2 separate regions of the Sus scrofa genome follow, and region 2 is linked to region 1. Evidence: chromatin contacts called from public HiChIP or PLAC-seq data. All regions are on one chromosome and are shown on one strand. Each heading gives the region's core, a stretch centred on a gene start, on an enhancer-like site or on the middle of the called end of the contact. The rest is flanking DNA. Distances are from core to core; before and after follow the strand shown.

What was found. HiChIP or PLAC-seq counts read pairs in DNA pulled down with a chosen protein or histone mark.
Region 2: a contact with region 1 is called in an H3K27ac HiChIP or PLAC-seq map of alveolar macrophages. The contact joins the promoter of LOC100153925 here to the promoter of PI4KA in region 1. A contact is called at or near these places in 1 of 5 promoter capture datasets (liver), 1 of 47 Hi-C or Micro-C datasets (heart right ventricle) and 2 of 2 datasets of contacts at active chromatin or transcription factors (alveolar macrophages and skeletal muscle).

What each region holds. Positions count from the first base shown.
Region 1 is chr14:50,487,240-50,494,558 of Sscrofa11.1, forward strand. It overlaps PI4KA (phosphatidylinositol 4-kinase alpha), which reads right to left and starts at 4,744. Exons shown (of 55, transcript XM_001929569.6): 1 at 4,546-4,744. The coding sequence starts at 4,695. SNAP29 (synaptosomal-associated protein 29) reads left to right here and starts at 4,948. Exons shown (of 5, transcript XM_003132993.4): 1 at 4,948-5,327. The coding sequence starts at 5,091.
Region 2 is chr14:50,661,125-50,668,443 of Sscrofa11.1, forward strand. It overlaps LOC100153925 (mitotic-spindle organizing protein 2B), which reads right to left and starts at 3,425. Exons shown (of 3, transcript XM_001929600.2): 1 at 2,936-3,425; 2 at 2,695-2,843. The coding sequence starts at 3,099. SMPD4 (sphingomyelin phosphodiesterase 4) reads left to right here and starts at 2,364. Exons shown (of 19, transcript XM_001929589.6): 1 at 2,364-3,639; 2 at 7,259-7,319. The coding sequence starts at 3,565.

The sequences.
Region 1 (7,319 bases), core at 3,494-5,993:
GCGGGTCCAGCCCATCCCTGATGCCACAGTACCATTTAAACATTCAGTCAATGGGGAGCTCCCTAGTGACACAGTGGGTTAAGGATCCAGCATTGGCACTGTAGCAGCTGGGGTTGCAGTGATGTGGCTTCAGTCCCTGACCTGGGAGCTTCCACATGCCCCAGGCTCAGCCAAAAAAAACCAAAAACATCAGGTCAAAGGTTAGCTAGCTTCAAGACTCTGGCACTCTAACTGAAGAAGAGAGCAAGTATTTTAGGATATGAGAGGAAGAGAGTATGTTCAAAGCCTCCTGTGGTGGAAAGTCAAGTGGGAGGATTGGGGTCCATTAGTAAGATCGGGTCAGGTGAGATTTCCCCGGCACAGAGGAGTATAACTAGGCAGAGCCAAGAGAAGGCTTGGCAGGAGCAGCTGAGCAACATTCTAAAGACAGGAAAGAAGCAGGAAAGTACAACCTGAGATGGGCAGGCAGATGGAAATCAGAGAGGGAGTCTTTGGTATAGACAGGACTCTCAAGTTTTCTCATCTTTCTCCCAGAGGGAGAGAGCTGAAAGCTGAGAAGGCCTCAGAGGGTGTGTTCAGAGATGAGCAGAAAGCCCAGGGGTGACCCTCAGGGCTGGGGCTCCAGTCTTAGGGACAGCCTAGCAAAAAAAGGTCAAAGTTCAGACAAGAATGCCCAGGGATGAACAGGGCAGGAGTCTGGTCACCAGACCTGTGATGCAGGAGTAAATGGGAACTTGAAACAAATCCGACTTCTTGTTGGTCACCTGAGCAACCAAATTAGGAGTTCATTTTTTCTTTTTCAGCCACACCTAGGGCAAATGGAAGTTCCAGGCATCGAATCCCAGGCACAGCTGCAGCAATGCTGGATCCTTAACCTGCAGCACCAAAGAAATTTCAGGAGTATCTTATTTACCTGGCCTAATATGTATCAATTAATTGCTCAATAATAACTGTTTTCTGAGTGAAAGAGCAAATTAAGGAATTAACAAATAAAAGGCACTGAGTAGTGATAGGTTTGGTTTCTCAGCCTGGGCTTAGAGTAGGTAAAAGGAGTAAGTCAAATCAACCCCACTGTGGTGTAACAAGGTAAGAGGCAGAGAACATTATGGTATTAATGCGCCCAGGTGCCACTAAAAACGTGTCAGACTGCCTAAGAGCCCATGTCTGAGCTGAGGTGTCAGGCCTAGTTCAGAAAATAGCCTTCCTTGGGTCAACCCCATCTACACCAGGCCCACTCAGTCCCCTGCCTCTTCCTCCTCTCTGGAAAAAATAAGGGAGAGAGAAACAAAAATAACGATCTAGAGTTGTCACTGCTTAGTGTGGGTCACTGCTCTGGCGAGAGTTCAGTCCCTGACCCAGGAACTTCCATAAGCTGCAGGAGTGGGCAAAAAAACAAAAAAGGAGTCAACGGTCATCTCCCCTCTTAGGTCCCCATCTTTCTTACCCTAGATCATACCCAGAAGGGCCTTTACTCTTTTTTTTTTTTTTTGTCTTGTCTTCTTGCCTTTTCTAGGGCCACTTCCCACAGCATATGGAGGTTCCCAGGCTAGGGGTGCAATCAGAGCTGTAGACACCGGCCTACACCACAGCAACTCAGGATCCCAGCCGCATCTGGGACCTATACCACCGCTCATGGCAACACTGAATCCTTAACCCACTGAGCAAGGCCAGGGATTGAACCTGAAACCTCATGGTTCCTAGTCGGATTCGTTAACCACTGAGCCACAACGGGAACTCCAAGAAATCTGTAACTGGCTGTGATCAATTAATTGTAAACACCACTGCACTCGGACCAGCCAGAAGGGCCTTTACTCTTAAGAACCTCAAGAATCTTTTCCTTAGGAATACTAAGGACTTCTTGTTAATTGTTCTAAGGTAGGGGAGGGTAGGAGTGCCTATCGCAGCACAGTGGAAAGGAATCTGACTAGGAACCATGAGGTTTCGGGTTCAATCCCTGGCCTTGCTCAGTGGGTTAAAGATCTGGCGTTGCCATGAGATGTGGTGTAGGTCGTAGACTCGGCTAGGATCTGGAGTGGCTGTGGTGTAGGCCGGCGGCTGTACCTTTGATTAGACCCCTAAACTGGGAACCTCCATATGTCACAGGTGTGGCCCTAAAAAGAAAAAAGAAAAAAAAAAAAGAAGTAGGGGAATGTAGTAAGCAGACATATAGGACTAAATGAAATTTACATGGTTGTTGGAACCAGCCACCTACAGAAGCCTCTTCTGAGAAGGGAGTTGTTTCGGGGTCCCCAAGACTCACACATGTACACAGTCATACTCATGGTTAAAGTTCATTACAGTGCAGATACCCGCAGGGGAAAACCTACAGATGGGATCTGGAGAAACCCTCCTCTCATTTCCCCTGTATAGCAGCAAACAATGCTGGTATAATATTTGTGCCTGCAGAAGTCCACTAGAGACACAGCCCCCAAGGTTTTTACTGAAGGCTGGTCACTTAGGCCCTGCCTGCTTAGATTCCAGATTCCTGAGGGAAAGCAGGACTTCAACATAAACCATACTGCTCCAACAGAGTCTAGACAGTGTGAATCACCCTTATCAGTTAGCATAAGAACTGAGCAGTTCAAGAGCAAATTTCCTGATGCCAGCCAGGCCAACCTTGCAGGCAAACCCTTCTGAGGACAGCAGCCTCAGGCCTGTTCTCTTAACTCTTTCCAGAATTGGCTGTAAATGAGCCAATGAAACTAAAGTAGCTCCCAGAGTAAGAGCTATTAGGGAGCCAGGGACCAAAATGCTGGATTAATCAGTTGAAAAACATTTATCTTGACAATCTAAGCAGTTCCAGAAGATACAAAGCTAACAACGTGGCAGCTGCAGAATCTTCTTGTGACTAGTACAGAAGGGTGAAAAGGGTAAGAAGAGCTGAAGGTGCATTTTTCAGTTCCTGAGTGGGGAAGGCTGCCACCACTGCAGGAGCCGCAGGACCCTCTCCTCCAAGTTCATCCACTTCCCTGCAAGCCCAGCAAGCAAACTTCTGATGTGCTCCTTGGTCCTCCTACTAAGAAGAGAATGTGCTGACCAGCTGGCAGGGATTTGTTTCCGTAAAACCAGCACTGTGGTCCATTAGTCAGGCTCGTGCAATGGTAACAGGGATCATCCATTATGTACTCACAAGCCTGCCTTTATTTGTGTTATTCTGTTAATCTTCACAGTACTCTTACCAAGGAGTGTACCCTTGTATTTTGCAGGAAAAAGCAGAGGGACAGACTGAGGAACTCAGCTGCCCAGAGTCACACCAATGCGTGCGAATTTAGGGTTTAGGCGTTCCCATCTTGGCTCAGCAGAAACAAATCTGACTAGCATCCATGAGAATGAACACAGGTTCCATCCCTGGCCTCACTCAGTGGGTTAAGGATCCGCCATTGCCATGACCTGTGGTGGAGGTCACAGACACAGCTTGGATCCTACGTTGCTGTGGCTGTGGTATAGGCCAACAGCTACAGCTCTGATTCCACCCCTAGCCTGGGAACCTACATATGCTGCACAAGCGGCCCTAAAAAGCAAAAACAAAACAAAACAAAAAACAGGGTTTAAACTCAGGTGATCCTATCTCTACAACCAGTATTCTTTCCCTTCCATTGCACTTGCCCTCTGATTAGAAGTCAGGTAGGCATCAGTCTCCAGGCCCTGCTCACCCTCCAAGTTTGAGAACCTACAAAGCCAAGGAAGGCCTAGGTCAGCCTGCTAAAGTGCCTAAAACGATTTCACCGGGCACCAGAGCCACTCCCAACTGTCAGACAACAATCTTTCCATGTGCCAGGAGGCTGTGCAGAATCATCCCATCCCTTCAATGCTAACACATTGCATCGAGTCTCATCACACACACGTGGCATGGGGGAGCTGCCCTTTACTGTCCAACTCTTTGTCAGGCATGTTATGCTAGAACTCAAGAACGACTTCATTTCACAGATAAGGAAACAGAGGCTCCGAGGGTTGAAGTAACTTGTTCAAGACGACATACAGCGACAGTGCAGGTACCTTCTCAAACTAAAAGCTGTTTCCCCCCATCCCAGGCATCCGTGGGGCTGCCTCTCCCCCTCTCCAAGATAAGGAACGCTCCGGGGTGAGTTCTTTTTTCTTCAAACACCCGCTTCCCCGGTCTGAAGACCCCTCTAATCTCGCAAGAAAACAGTGCGCAGCAGACCTGCGTTTCAGAAAGCGCTCCCCGACACTACCCCACCGCCCTTCACCTCCAAGGACAAAGCGCTTACAAGCACCCCTTCCCCGAGGAAGGCAGCGCCCAAAGTCACCAAAAAAAGGCAGGGCGAGCGGGGGCCACCCCAGGTTCGACCACGGCCCCCGCCGCCTCCGCCTAGCGGTGTCACTAGGCGGCCCCGGCCTAGCCCGCCGGGAGCTCACAACCACCCGCCCGCCACACGCCCGCCGGCCCCCTGCCGCACCGGCCTCCTTCACGAGCTCCTCGCGCCCCCGGCAGCCGAGGCCCACCTCGGCCTCTGCAGACCCCAGCCGCGCCTCCAGCGCCCCGGCCCCCTCCTCCTGTCAGCCCGCACTGGGCCGCCAAACTACCTTCTCCAAGGAAGCCGGCCTCTGCACCGCCAAGGAGCGGGCCAGCGACAGGACTGTGTTGAAATAGAAGCCCCGCGACGCGCCGGCGCCGGAGGCTGAGCCGGGGCCGGCGCCGCCGCCGCCGCTTCCCCGGGCCGCGGCCGCCGCCATCGTCGCGCACCGCGGCGCCACCCGCCGGCTTTCCGCAACCGGCCCGCGAGCGCCAGAGCCCACAGCGCAGGTGCGGCCTCATCCGGCCGCCCCACCACGTGACCTCGCTGACACCGGTGGGGCGTGGCCGCGGGCTGCTCCACTGCCCGCGGGGGTTGGGGGCAGGGCGGCCGCTGTGCCGCGCGCGAGGCGTGGTTTCCCCCCGTGGCGGGACCCGATGGTCGACTCCGGAGGCGGGGCCTCTACGCACTGCAGGCGGAAAGAACTCGCGCTGTGCTGGCAGCAAGCGAACCGACGCTTCTCTGGGGCCTTGGCTAGCCCGCGGCCCCCAGTGCCCCCCCTCACCTCGGCCGCGCCCCCTTCCTCCGGCCCACCGCGGGCCAAGCACCGCCGCCATGTCGGCCTACCCCAGAAGCTATAACCCGTTCGATGATGACGCGGAGGACGAGGGCGCCCGGCCAGCGCCGTGGACTGATGCCCGCAACCTCACGGACGGGCCCGAGTCGCCCGCTGACCGGCAGCAGGCCCTGCGGCAGGAGGTGCTGCGCCGGGCCGAGGCCACGGTCGCCAGCACGGGAAGGTCCCTGTCCCTCATGTACGAGTCCGAGAGGATAGGAGTCGCCTCTTCTGAGGTGAGTCCGCGGTCCCCTGTGTTATTGGGGTCGCCCAGTGGGCTGGGAAGGGTCCTAGCGCTTTAGCGGCTGGAAGGTTGGTACGATCTGTCAGCCCGGTAAAGAAAAGTCTAAAGTACTCGAAAGGGGCGGTTTGCTTCCGGCAACCTCGCTGAACTCTTAGTCGCCTAGTTTCTTTTTTTTCTACTTCTAGTACACAGGCAATCTCCATGCCCTGGCCTATCTAGGCGAGTAAAGGTTCTGAATAGCAGACCCGATTAGGGAAGTGGAGAATGTGTTTCTCTTACACGATTTCCTGGGCAGCATCCAGGCTGAATCCTGCCAGAGTGACCTAGCAAGGACTGTGACTGCTAGTGTCTGAAAGCATCCGAGGAAATGGGCCTTGAGTTCTTCCCCGAAACTGATGGCTTTTCCACCTCGCCTTGAGGTGTGTTGAGTTCTCCGCCTGGACGACTGCTGAGTGAGCCAGAGCCCAGTAGAGTGGGGAGCCCTTCCCTTCCCTTCCCAATACAAACGAAGGTGTCTGAGACTGACACTGTGTGGTCTGTGATGATCTGTTGCTCCGTTTCATCTTTGTCAGTTCCTCTTTCCATTCATAGACGATTTCAGAGTTGGACCTTTTTAAAGTTTTTAAAAATTTAATAGCATGTTACAGCAATATCAGCTAGGAATGATTCATCTTAAGCACTTGTAGCTCTGGAAGCTAAAGCTTTGTCTCACCCCATGGGTCTTTTCATTAACTCTTTTCTCTGCAAAGTTACTGACCTGGTTACTTACAGTTTTGAGGTATATCGCATCATTCTCCCATAGCCACTTGCTTGGCTTATTTCCCTTCCCCACTTCTCCCAGTTACTGGCTCCCTCATTGTCATACCTGCCTGTCTTCAGCCTCATCAAGGAAGTTTAGCGTATGTCTACTGGTTCCTATATTCGAGTCTCAGTGGAAGGTATCGACTTAGATTTGGGAGGAATGCCTGAGGCCTTAGGGCCCTGAGAGGAGTGGGTCACTTAAGGATCCCCAGCTCAAGGAAGCCAACTAAGAACTGCTTGAAAAGACATATTTGGCAACTGAAAACAAATGAAGTAGGAAATCAAAATGATATACAGTAGAAGATGGTGGCAGAGGTTACACTGGAATTTGGCTATTAAGGCTAAGGTGTAGATAGGAGGAGGAAGAGGAGGGAGAGGGTGTTCCCAGGGAAAAGAGGATCCATGCAAAGGCACTGGCCAAACACTGCAGCTCCTGGGCTCCTGAGCAGGGACGTGATGGCCTGGAAGCCTTCCAGGGCAAGGGCCTGGAGGAGAAACTTAGGACCTGGTGTGGGCAGAGGGAAGGTCAAGAGCACCAAAAACAGGATGGACTTGTTTCATACTGATTGTGGTAACAAGCCCCCTGCTGCCTCCCAAAGTTGGCTTTCTCCTAGCAATGGGGACCAGTGAGAACAAAGGCAGAGTGGCACCTCAGGCTGTGAGGCTTGGTGTGGCCAAGCCAGGTGTTGCTCTGAGAAGTACAGCATGATCATGACTGGGCTGGTGACAGGCTTTGTCATCAATGTGATTACACATTGAATTTTTCCTGGTTTGAATCAGTTCTCAATTATCAGAGGCCCTGGGAGGCAGGAATGGTCAGCACCCCTCTCCCCCACCACTCTCCAAATTGACTTTGAATCTCTCTCATCACTCTTTCATTCCCCCCAAACCCCCACGGAGGGTGCAGGTGAGCTCTGTCTCAGCAGACCCAAGTCATCTGCTAAACTAACCTCTCAACTTAGTCATTGCTTGCCAGACACCCAGCCCTGATGCAGTGCCAAAACAGGACAGTTTTCTGAGTTCCCATCGTGGCTCAGTGGTTAACGAATCCAACCAGGAACCATAAGGTTGCGGGTTCGATCCCTGGCCTTGCTCAGTGGGTTAAGGATTCAGCATTGCCGTGAGCTGTGTGGTGTAGGTCACAGATGCAGCTCGGATCCCACATTGTTGTGGTTTTGGCATA
Region 2 (7,319 bases), core at 2,175-4,674, 170 kb after region 1:
AGCCTGTAATCAGCAAGAAAATTATCCATGAGGTGTCTGTTCCCATCTGGTGCCAATGCCTGCCAGTGCTGGCATGTGGTGTGCACACCATACTCCACCTTCCCCTTTCTGGGGCACTTTTTTTTTTTTTTTTTTTTTTTTTTTTTTAGCTGCACACACAACACGTGGAAATTCCTGGGCCAGAGAACCAGGGACCAAACCCAGGTTGCTGCAGTGACCACGCTGGATCCGTAACCCACTAAACTACAAGAGAACTGCAGGTCTTTTTAAAATGTGTGGTTTCCCTCAACTTCAACAAAAAACACATAACTGAAGCTAACTTCACTCAGAGACTGTGTCCTCTCTGAGATAAGCATCACCCCACTGTACTCGGAGCAGAAACAACCTCTCTGTGCTGGACAGCCAGGCCCCTAAGTGGGTTCCAGCCTTTGATCTGGAGCAACCTCACCCTAATTTTGTGGGAGGCCCAAGGCCAACTGGCCTGAACATTCCCATTCCACCCCTCAGCAGCCTAGGCCACCAAGGTGCCCCCCAGTCAATCAGTACTCACTCTGACAAGGTTCCTTACTTTTTCCACCCCAGATCCTGCCATTACCCAGGGGACCAGAGGTCTGTGTGGACAATGACCTGCAGCCCCAGAGAGCTCTAGCTCATGGCTGGCCTCTGCCTCTTCCTGCACAGCCCTTCACCTGCCCTCTATCCCCACTGGGCACCTCCCCAGGGGCTCTGTGTCCTCATACTTGGGTGGGTGGCTGCCCAGACCAGCAGGACCCAAAGCCAGAGCCCTCAAGTAGAAACAACTCTGTGGGGCCCAGCGCCCCATGCCTCTCCTGACCCTGGCCTGGGGCTTTGCCACCTCCAAGCCCTCTGTGGTGCTCCCAGCCCTGCACCCAACACACCTGCTGCCCAAACCCTCCTCCCTCTCCCTCCCACCAGGCCCCAGCTCAGGCCCTGCCCCCACCCTGCTTAGCCCTTGCTGCACTAGCTAAGCCAGTGCTGTCCTCCACAATTGGATGGGCTGCACTGTCCTCTGCCTTTGCCACTGTCTGTCTGGCCATCTCCCTCACTGGACCAAGAGCCAGTCCACCTTGCAGCCCCACTATGCCCTCAGCACTGAGTGGGCCTGGTACCCTGTCACTAAGCCAAGGAGCAGCAATAGAAGTTCTCTGCCCTGGTCTTTCCCTCCCTCTGCAAACTCGCCTTTAGTCCACCTGCCTCTCGGCTCCTCCTCTGCTCCCCTGGCCCAAGCTCCAAGCATACCTGGAACAGCAAGGTGGGTGATATGGGGAGGGGCACCCATGGGATCTCACACCCTCATAGACAGCTGGCTCTGGGCCCCCAGCCTCACCGTGCCTGGAGGGCACCCCCAGCTCAGGAACCAGGGAGAAGAAGGGACCCATGGTCTGACCTCCCAGGCAGCAAGTCCAGGGGGTGACAGTATCTAAGAATGCAGGTGTCCCTCTCACCTCAGGCTTTACTCTCCACAGCGCGAACTGTCCCTTCCCCGACCCTCAGGTGTCCTCCCCTGGGGCCAGGGCACCTCCGCAGAGCACACAAGTCATACCGGTAGTTAGCCTCTGGGAAGAGGGAGGTTGGGCCCATCACTGCTGTCACTAAGCTGCATGGTGGGATGGCCAGCCAGGTCCTGCTCTTGCAGCTCAATGCTGCTCTAGCTTTCTGGGGGCCATGGTAGTTTCCGTGGAAACAGGAGAGAGCACCAACCCCCAGAGATAAACTAATAAACGCAACCTTCAAAAGGAGAGAACAGGCAGCAAGAGAACCGGAGGGAACCGGGGGGCCCTGGAGAGAGAGGCGAGTGCGAGGCAGCTGGGCCGTGGAGCAGAATCGGAGAGGCCGCAGTCTGCCGGGCCGAGGAAAAGGAGGGCCTTGCAGGGGGGGTACAGTTCTTGGCAGAGAGAAAGGAGGCCTCTGGAGGTCGGAGAGAGACACAAAGAGAGCAGACAGTGTACATCAGTGAGGAGGCCTGCACTCCAGCACTCAAGGCCTCTCAGAATGGGGGCACAGTGCCTGGGGCCCTGGCGCTCCCACCCACAGGGCCTGACTGCCCCTCCACCCAATATCAGCCCCTTCTCAGGGTGTTTCTGGCCAAGGTTCTGCTGCCTTTCAGAGGGTTTCTAAAAATTGGGAGCAGAAGTGACAAGCAAGGAGAGTAAGAGCTCCACCACGTCACCCTGGTCACCAGCACTTGCTCATTTCTCAGCCATGACGGTCCAGACTGAGGTCCATCTGCAGCCCCAAGGATGGAAGCTTAGCTGTTGGGACTCCTGGGCAGGACTTGGGCCGGGTAGGGTGCAGACAAGGGGGCGCAGGAAGGTCTCTTCAGTTGAGGCGACAAGTGCCACGAGAACAGGAACCAAAGCCACTTTGTTTCCATGTTCATGGGATGAAGACAGGAATGCAGAGGTGGCAAGACGCCAGTGTACACAAGTCCCAGAGGAGGCCTGGTCTGCTTTGGCCACCCATCCTGCATCTACCTGATCTGGATGTGCATCCTCGAAGGTGGTAGCAAAGTTGAAGCTGGGGACAGGAGCCCAAAGGGCCAGCCCTTGGAGCAGTCCCGGGACAAAAGCAACAGAAAAGCCTGGCTACTCAGGGCTAAGCAAGCCCCGATGTGCCAGGCACTGCCCACCTCCCGCTCCCGCCCTACACCCGCCGCCCAGGCCCAGCTCTGACCTCGGGTCTCAGGCACGCTGGTCGTGGGCAGGGGCACGGCCACGGGGTCTTGGGGCTCGCTCGCCAGCCGCTGCCCAGCGCACATGGACTTCAGCATCTGGAATACGGCGAGGGGCGCCACGTTCAGCTTTAGCAGGTCCACCAGGATCCTAGAGAGAACAGACCCGGCGCGCGGTGAGCCTTCCTCGCCCGGGCCGTCAGTCCCCCGGAACCCCGAAACCCGACTCCGCCGCGCGCTCACTTGAACACTTCGGGGTCCATGGCGCCGCCCGCAGCCTGAGCCAGCTCGAACAGCTCCGTCTCCTCGGCGCTCAGCACCTTCTTCCGCCGCAGCGCCAGCTTCTGTAGGGCCGCTTCCAGCCCTGGTGGCGCCCCCGGCCCGGGCCCCGCGCCTGGCGCCGCCATCTGCTTGCGGCTGGGTCCCCCACCCGGTACAGCCCCGCCGCGCCCCCTACCGGCCCGCCGCGCCCTCCTCTCCCAGCAGCTCCCCTGCCATCCGGCGCTCAGATCCGGGCCCGGGCGGCGCCGGGCGTTGGAAGGAGACCCGCTCTTCGGCGACTGGTCTTCTCTACGCTCTCACGGCGGTGACGGCATCCAGAGTATCTCACGCTGGCATACCGTGGGCGATCAATAAATGCCCGTTGGACCCAGAGTGTACTGTTTCGCGCCGGGTCCGGTAGGAGGCGCGCCTCTAGGCAGTAACGCACAGGCCTTACGTGCACGCGCGCTCTTTTCCTAGGTGGGCGCCCCCTTGCGGTCCCATAAACCCACGGGACTACACTTTGCGCACGCGCCTTTTAAAGAAGCAGCCCAAAGAGAAAGCGGCGCTTTTCCCGTTTGTAAAGGGGAGGTGACGCCACGCGCAGCTTGATGACGACATTTCGGCGCCGGTTCGCCGAATGGCGGCCTCCATCCCTAAAGCGAGCGACCCTGTGGGTCTCTCAGGTGAGTGGCGGGAGTCGCGCGTGGTCTATCCCAATTACCTGGCGGCCACCTAGACCCTCTGCCCGAGCCGTCTCCGTTCCTACGCGAGCCCCGGGCCTCGGGCTGGGCCGGCCGGGAGCCGGGGCCCAGCTGCGCCTTCCCGCGCGCCCCGACCTTGTGGGCGCTCGGTTAACGTTCGCTGAACGAAGTGGAGCGGGGAGAGCCTGCGGCTCAGCGAGCGGTGTGGAGAGAGCAGGGGTGGATCCCGGCTCTATCTTTCCTCCCCGTGTGGACTGGCTTTGCGGAGACTTGGGTTCCTTGTCTGTGACATGAGGGCCCAGATGCTCCCTTGTCATGAGCAGCAGATGGGAGCACGCCTTTCTTCCAGCGCGCGGGCAGAGGGAGGCCCTGGCAAGACTGGCGCTACTGGCGCTGCGGGTCCCAGGAGGAACCCTGAAACCAGGTCGGGATCCTCTCTTGAAGGCAGCGAGGGCGGAGGTGGCGGGGGCGAAGTTCAGGCTTGGTGCACGGCGCAGAGGGACGCAGCAGCGAGAACCGGGGCGGAGAGACGCTCCTCTCTCCCCGAAACACCCTGATTGGGCGCCTAGGACTCATTCCTTCAGCCGCTGCCTCTGCAGACTGTGAGCAAGGAGCTAATTTCACCTTATCATCTCCAAACCTCTGCCCTTTGCAAACAGTTCAGGGTTTTATTCTGCTTTGGTCATTTTGGAATAGTGCACAATGTTCTCTTGACCACTTGGTTCAGGGCTTAAGCATTTTGTCTTCCTTGAAACGGAAACTGATAGCTAGTTTAATTAAGAGTTGAACAGACTCGGTGTTACCGAACTCAGGTTGGGCTGCTCACACTGCTGGAAAGCCAAAAGTGTTGGTAGAAAGGAAGGCTGGCACCCGGGGAGAAGACCAGCTGGTGTCCCAGGACCAATTCTTTAAGATTCTTGACAGGGGGAGTTCCGTCGTGGCGCAGGGGTTAACGAATCCGACTAGGAACCATGAGGTTGCAGGTTCGGTCCCTGCCCTTGCTCAGTGGGTTAATGATCTGGCGTTGCCGTGAGCTGTGGTGTAGGTTGCAGACGCGGCTCGGATCCCGCGTTGCTGTGGCTCTGGCGTAGGCCAGTGGCTGTGGCTCCGATTCGACCCCTAGCCTGGGAACCTCCATATGCCACGGGAGCGGCCCAAAGAAATAGCAAAAAGACAAAAAAAAAAAAAAAAAAAAAAAAAAAAAGCTTCTTGACAGTTGTTAAGAGGAAAAAAGGAGTTCCTGTTGTGGCTTAGTGGGTTAAGAACCCAACGTAGTGTCAGTGACGATGCAAATTTGATTCCCGGCCTCACTCAGTGGGTTAAGGATCCAGCATTGCTTCAGGGTGCGGTGTAGGTTGCAAGTTCAACTCAGGTACCCTGTTGCTGTGGGTGTGGTATAGGCCAACGGCCGCAGCTCCAATTCAGCCCCTAGCCTGGCCTTAAAAAGAGAAGAAAAAAAAGGAGAGAAACATATCAATGAATTATCGATGCAGGAGGTGGTTAGGCTCTGCTAATTTTCCATTGCAAGCATACTGACTGAGACTGGCTGACTTCTCATGACCTCTCTTCTGATGTTATTCTGCCTGTGTGGTGTGCCTGCAGAATTGTTAAGGGGAAAGCTGGGGGTAGAGAGCTAGTCATTTTTTAACTACCTATTTCTTCATTCCTACTTCTTTCAGTCTTGGGGGAAACTCCAGTTAGGCAAGGCATTGTGTGCATTCTGTAAAGCATAAGTTAAATGTTGCCTTGTGACTTTATTTCTGTATGGTTTGAGGGGAACAGAAAGGGACAAACAGGAAAGAGACAAAGGAGCTGCTTACAATTCCCCACCATCAGACATCATTCCACTTCTACGAGATCAGGGGTGAAGGTCTGTCTTCTGTAACTTCTTCCTGCTGACGTAGAGTGCCATGCTCTCTGAATGGTGCCATGGGTGTCAGCATGGGTCTGTAGCCTCTCTTTGCAGACAGTTTTAGTTGCCTGCTTATATATACGGGCAGAGCAAGCTACAATTGTTATTATTCTTTTGGCTGTACCTGTGGCATACAGAACTTCCCCAGCCAGGGATGGAAACGTGCGCCATTGCAGCAATAATGCCAGATGCTTAACCCGCTGGGCCACCAGGGAACTCCAGCTACAGTTATTTTGATGCCTACAAAAATGCAGATTATTTTGAGCAATAATGCCAATCCATTCTCTTGAGGCCAGTTCTTGGAATTGTGCTGGCCATAGATGGAGCAGCTTCTGACATGGTTGCAGTCTGGTCATCATGCAGTTAGCTTTTTTTTCCTCTGGTGACAGTTACAGTATCTGTAAAACAACTCTGGCATGTGCATCAGACCCTGAGTCTGTGACTCTCTTGTCCTGATCACTAGCTGCTCAAGCCTTCTCGTTTGTGACTCAGGGAGGCTTGGGAATCTTCAGCTTTTCTACAAACAGCTTTGTACTTGGGAGGGGGGAAGGGTCTCCTCTGCCTCGTGGGGAGTGTTCATGCTGCCAAGTGGAAGACATGCACGTCTCCACTCAGCCTCTCAGCTGCCACCCAGCCTCCATTCATGTACACTGCCAGTTACCACCGAAGTACCCTTCTTCAGAGCATGGACAGAACTGTACCAGGAAGGCTATCAGCAGCCCATCACTGGGACTCACAGGTCCCTTCTCTGCTCTGTCCAGGGCTGGACATTTGCAGTTTCTGACCTGGGGGCCAAGAGAGGTAGGATTCTGGAGAGCTACCTGATTTTCTGATTGCCCATTCACTGTCTCCGTTGTGAAGTTTGCTTTTCCTCTCTCTTCCTTCTCAGACAGCACAGGTCACACAGAGGTGTATCCACCCGTCTCTATGAGAGATTTGTGAGGAGGTCTGTGGCTTTGAATCTGTCTCTGCCAGGTACCAGCTGGCAGAAGGCAAGTGACTCCCCTCCTCTGTGCCTCCATTTCCTCATCTGTGCTGACCTTGTAGGTTGTTGTGAAGATGTTATTTTCTTTCTTTCCTTTTTTTAAATTTATGGCTGTACCTGTGGCTTATGGAAGTTCCCAGGCCAGGGCTTGAATCTGAGCCACAGCTGTGCCAATGCCTTCTCTGTGGTCTCTCAGGAAGAATCTGCTCTCAAGCTTAATCAGGTTGCTGGCAGGACCCAGTTCTTTGCAGCTATAAAGTTGCGATGCCCGTTTCCTTGCTGGCTTTTAGTCAAGGCTGCCCTGTGTCTTATGCTTCTCAGACTTGAGCCTTGAATCATATCTGCAAAATCCCTTCACAGCAGTAGCTCAAAGAGTGTTTGAATAACCAGGGACAGGAATCTTGGAGGACAGACTGTCTTTAGGAATCTGCCTGCCACTAAGGATTAAATGAGCAGCGTACGTATGGCGAGCCCTCAGGCCCAGGCCTGGTACATGGCAAGTGCTGTATAAGCCTTACCAGGGATCCACACCACACATTGGAGCCAGCCACTGTGTGCTGTGTGTGAACAGCACGTCTGTAAAATGTAGGACTTGGCAGTGCATATGGTTCGAGTTGTACAGATGTCCTCCTGCCCGTGTGAAGCAAGGTGTTGTGTCGCTCTGTCACGTGGCAGATGCTGAGATTATCTTTTTCTCTCCACAGTGGTTTTCTAAGACGGCTGCTTTTGAGTCTCCCCGGGTGGCTGCCATGGCGTCCCCTCACA